2 separate regions of the Lactuca sativa genome follow, and region 1 is linked to region 2. The links are chromatin contacts, called in public Hi-C maps. All regions are on one chromosome and are shown on one strand. The core of a region is the stretch at or near the end of the contact, and the rest is flanking DNA. Distances in the headings are between cores, read along the strand shown. Region 1 holds the start of LOC111890857 (SUMO-conjugating enzyme UBC9). Region 2 holds the start of LOC111890854.

Region 1 (2,700 bases), core at 134-2,633, 270 kb before region 2:
TATCTAATTTGACCTAACAATATCATTTTAATTCATATATTTAGAAACACAAATATATAAAATGGTTATCTAATTTGACATATAATAGTATGATTCGTTATATCCTATCAACAAATCTCATTTTAATCCATATATATTTAGAAACACAAAGATATAAAATAGTTATCTAATTGGACCATAATAGTTTGACTCGTTATATCCTCTTAACAAACTCATTTAATCCATATATATTCAGAAACACAAAGATATTAAATAGTTATCAAATTTGACTTATAATAGTTAGGGAAGTGATTTGTACACAACAATTTTCTCCATACACAATAATTCATGTTTTATGGAGTTGTAAAATACAGCACTTTAATGCACAAATTGTTGTGTACGGAATTTTTTTTTGTTGTGTACGAATCAATTCCCATAATAGTTTGATTCTTTATATCCTCTTAACAATCTCATTTAATCTATATATTTAGAAACACAAAGATCTAAAATAGTTATCTAATTTATCTATAATAATTTGATTCCTTATATCCTCTTAACAAACTCATTTTAATCCATATATTTAGAAACACAAAGATATAAAAGGTATGGATATACACTAAATGACTGCATGAAATCATTATCTTTTTTTTATTTATTATTTATTATTTATTATTATTATTATTATTATTATTATTATTTTTTGTGTGTGTCTTTTGGAATCTCAGTTAGATGACATTTCAAACTCCTTTTATCCATCACGTAGTACATTTTGAACTCATTTCATATGACACGTCTTTTTAGTCATTAACCAAGTAATTATAATGAGCCAATGTATGAGGTTGAAAGAATTAAAAATATCCAAAATCCAAACTAAACACATATAAAATCCGACATTTGAGACACATATATTACATATAGAGAATAACCTAGGTGAAATAGTGACAAGTACCATATTTGAATAATATTAATCATATTTTAATACATTTGTTATAATTTCAAATGGATAGGAAGATGAATAGGAAAAAAAAAAAGTAAAAGAATATTTAATTTCTCTTACATACATACATAACATATGGCTTGGAAATAAAATTTTGGGTTAAACCCATCAAACATAGCACACAGAAAAACATGTGTAATGTTGATTTGAGTATAAATGTTAAAAACGTCGCTTTTGGACACAAAAATGCTAACAACCGGAAGATAACAAAAAATAAATAAACATACCAAAACTGAAATACAATTTCGATAAAACAACATAGCAATACATAATTTAGTTGAAAATCATGTAGTAATTTATGTTAATATCTTTAAAAATTAACTATTTTTTATTCAACTACAGAAAATAATAGTAACAGATTTTATATCTTACACACATGTATAACTCTTTTACCGAAAATAACAATATCAACGTTACATTCCGTCGTTTTACTCACCCTCTGAAAGAGGGTATCTATATAAAGCCATTTTCTACAAACACAATCATTTTCCTCCGGTTATTCACGGAATCTTGATAACCAGGGGTGAGGGGATCTTCAAGGTGATTGAATCTGCTTTTTTTTCTTTCGATTATCTCCTCGATCTCTAATGTATATAACGTGAGTAGCTATTACGTCTTCTAATTTGAGTTAGGGTTTGTATAAATTGCTGAAAATCCAGGATTTCCTTGTGGTGTTGAGCGATGGCTTCGAAGCGGATCTTGAAAGAGCTCAAGGATCTTCAGAAAGATCCTCCTACCTCTTGCAGCGCAGGTACATCATAGATATCGATCTGTTAGATCCTGTGTTCGATTTATTTTTCTTTTTATTTTTGGTGAACGTATGTTTTTGATCTTTAATCTTCTGTGTTGAGAGTCTTCTAGCTTTCTGTGGCTCGAATTTTGCTTTGATTTGGTGGAAAAGCTAAATTACAGGTTTTTGCTTCGCGATTCTGTTGAAATTTTGAGGTAGATGGTCTAATATGTCGAGAAAAGTCGTCTGTTTTAGGTGTGAGAGAATCAATTCTTTATCTAGGTTTGCTCGTTTGATGATATATGATATAGATCATGATCAATTTGTGCTTTATCAAGGTTTTCACCTGTGAATCCCCAACGAAATGGATTATCATTATGGGCATACCATGTCATTTAGCTTCTAGATCAGAATCAGATCATCCAAAAACCTTCTTGTCTACCATCTCCATTAAGTCATGTCCCTATTAAGTCCATCAAGTCAAAAAGAAACAACACCTAAATCTCTTCTCTTCTGATCCCTATCATTTCTCTTGTTTCTGTTTAAATCTCCAAGGGTGTATCATCTAATCATCTTTATGTATCTTCTATATATGAAAAAAGAAAATCATCAATTCTTTTTTCTTGATTGCATTCTTACCTTTGTAAATTTAATTTTAGGCCCAGTGGCAGAAGACATGTTTCATTGGCAAGCAACAATCATGGGTCCTCCAGATAGTCCTTATTCTGGTGGAGTCTTTCTTGTTACTATCCATTTCCCTCCGGATTATCCATTTAAGCCACCTAAGGTAACCCTCTCCTTCCACATTTCCTCAAGGGTAAAATGGTCATTTCCATACATTTATGCCCTTTTATAGGTAGCTTTCAGGACGAAGGTTTTCCACCCAAACATCAATAGCAACGGAAGCATTTGTCTTGATATTTTAAAAGAACAGTGGAGCCCAGCTCTAACTATCTCCAAGGTTATTTATTTATTTTTTATCTTTTAAAAAATA
Region 2 (2,700 bases), core at 124-2,623:
GGCTATAAAGCATCACCTTATGCACCTTTTTTACATTGACATTAAGGCAAAAACGTATGTATCAACTTAAATATTTTGAACATTGCTCACACCTTCCGTCTCTAATTCAACTTGGGGCTCGGACTCACTTGATTGTGTGATAGGCTTCACGTTTTTAATCTTTGAAACACGGAAGATTGCTAGATTGGTGTCCCCTAAAGAAAAAAAAATGATCAATGATAATTTTTAACTAATAATCAAATATCTATATATAAAATAGCCTCTTACAAAAAAGTTAATAAAAATTATAAACCATAAATCTTTTTTAGGAAGATTGTACCGAATGTAACGTATCTCCCAGGGGTGACAACTGATTGCACGCCAGGCGTAAGCCTTTTTTCATCAATGAATGTCCCATTCGTGCTGCCCAAATCGGTCAACAATAGAGCACCACCCTTCTTCTGAAATCGGGCATGCGTACCGGATACTACATAAGATACACAAAAAGTTATCAAAAATAGCAATGTACTTTCAAAAACTGTATTATAGCATCCTACTTTCATATCATTTTATTAAAGCATGGTTTTATGAAAAATAAATTCTTAAAAAGACATTATGGTATAAAAATCTAACCAATATAACGGTCAAAGTCAGCTTTTATTTAGATGAAAATCATGAAATTGCTATAATTGTTGCTATTTCTTGAATTTAACCCAAGAAAGTATTTAGAATTTTGCCATAACTAATAAGTACCTGTAGCAACCGGGATTACTATATCGGCTTTCTCAGGAACACGCCCAACAGTCGCCTCCTTCTACCTCAAATCATGCCCGAAAACTTTAAAAATCAGAAGTCGGATTTTCAGATAATGAGTCTAAAGAAACTACTTACGGATGAAATCTCGAATGAAGATGGCATAGCAACCTTAAAACCGATGTGTCTCGAATCTCCATCACCTATTTGACCAAATCCACAAACCAAATTTTGATTTAAACAAGTATACTATAGCGTGGTAATTGAACATGAACAAGGGATAAAATTGCTCACCCACGGGTTCAAGAAGCCATGTATATTCATCATCGATTGGATTGGTTTGACCAGCTATGGAAGCGTTTATGGTAGCTCCGAACCTCTTCTGTGAAAACAATTTATCGTTAAAGTTATATTGCAATTTCAGAGAGGATCGAGAAGAGGAGAAATTAGGTCTAAGATGGAAGAACGATTGAGGATATTGGGATTTTAATGAAGGCTTTTTCAAATTGAGACATGAAATGGAGTGGGATGTGATCAAGGTTTCCATTTTCGCAGAAAGTTTGCTGCAATTTTAGTGGAGAAATTTGGAGGGAATGTAAGATAGAAGAAGTAACAAGACAATCAACAATGTGATTGAAAGCTTTTGGGGTAGTCATCAGTCATGGTGTATGTGTGGCAGACATTTAATGATGTGATGACATGGATAATCCCAGAATCCAGATTGATTTATTTATTTAAAATTAAAAGTAAATTGATTTTGTTTGTAGCTAAAAATCCAAAAAAGAAACAAGTTAATCGCGGTTGAAGTTATTTAGAGGAAAAATCATAAAAATAATCATATAACTGGGTGGAGGATTTAACAACCTGGCCATTTTTTTCTAGCAATTGAATGATTGATCGTATATTTCACAACATTATCAATTGATCGACCATTTTTTTTTCTAGCAATTAAAAGTTGTTTTGCAATAATATTGTTACGGATTATCTGCCGGTATAAAGTACACTTTAAGAATCTTTTAGTATCTTGAAATTAGGTTCCAAAATGGACACTGCAAATGTCCAAGATCATTTTGAAAGCACATATATTTACCTATAAGTCATAAATTCAACTTCCGATATTCTTCTTCATATTATATTTTTGTTTTATATTCGATTTTATTCAATTAATTTCGAAAAATCGACGATTATATTAATTTTGACATTTTTATATGGTCATCTGGTCATTTCACCTTTAAATTTTATACTTTTGGCATGAATATTTAAAATTTTTGTTACAAATTCATCATAAGTTTAATTTTTTTACATCTTTTTGTTTTAAATTTTGTTTTCTGCTGTATAAAATCATATTACAAAAAAACATATTTCACATAGAAAAACCCTTCTTTTTCTTTATAAAAACTTTACTTTTTAAATATTTTTGTATGCAAAATATGAAATGAATATTTTTTGATGTGACATTAAAATGTATATATACCACTAGACTAACACTTCAACCCAACTATTTAGATACGTAAAACGAATGCTAAAATGTATAAACCTTTCTCAATTGAAAACTATCTGGTATACAGCATACATATCAACATCTACCACAACTTACATACATATAAAACTCTACTTCCAAATTTCATCCAAATAAAAAAAAAAAAGCACAAATAAACCACCCTATCAAATCTCAATTTCAACCATATTCAACACCCAAAAAAAAAACTACAAAATTCTCGACCTCATCTCAATGTACACGAGCAATCGAATTAGCCCAAAAGGCTCGGGACTCGAAGTTTTCTTTATTTTCAAAGATTTATATATTTATATACACTTAATGATGTCACAAATGGCTTTAAACCATCTGCAACAACTTCAAGCAGCCACTGGAGTTGGCGGCAATAACCATGTCCGACTTCTGCCGCCAGCAAACACTCGAAACAAACTGGTTGTTTGCGTGGTCGGTTTCTTTGCCGGAAACCGGAT

The links. A called contact is a pair of places that touch in the nucleus more often than the background predicts.
Region 1: a contact with region 2 is called in a Hi-C map of seed, with 7 times the contacts expected there. The contact joins the promoter of LOC111890857 here to the promoter of LOC111890854 in region 2. A contact is called at or near these places in 3 of 4 Hi-C or Micro-C datasets (leaf and seed).

The regions. Positions count from the first base shown.
Region 1 is chr6:151,674,238-151,676,937 of Lsat_Salinas_v11, reverse strand. It overlaps LOC111890857 (SUMO-conjugating enzyme UBC9), which reads left to right and starts at 1,383. Exons shown (of 5, transcript XM_023886937.3): 1 at 1,383-1,516; 2 at 1,636-1,727; 3 at 2,366-2,493; 4 at 2,563-2,667. The coding sequence starts at 1,658.
Region 2 is chr6:151,400,643-151,403,342 of Lsat_Salinas_v11, reverse strand. LOC111890854 reads right to left here and starts at 1,373. Exons shown (of 5, transcript XM_023886935.3): 1 at 1,027-1,373; 2 at 871-935; 3 at 733-793; 4 at 320-466; 5 at 1-194. The coding sequence starts at 1,279. The coding sequence ends at 67. It overlaps LOC111890835 (protein SPA1-RELATED 2), which reads right to left. Exons shown (of 9, transcript XM_052764758.1): 9 at 2,253-2,700. The coding sequence ends at 2,570.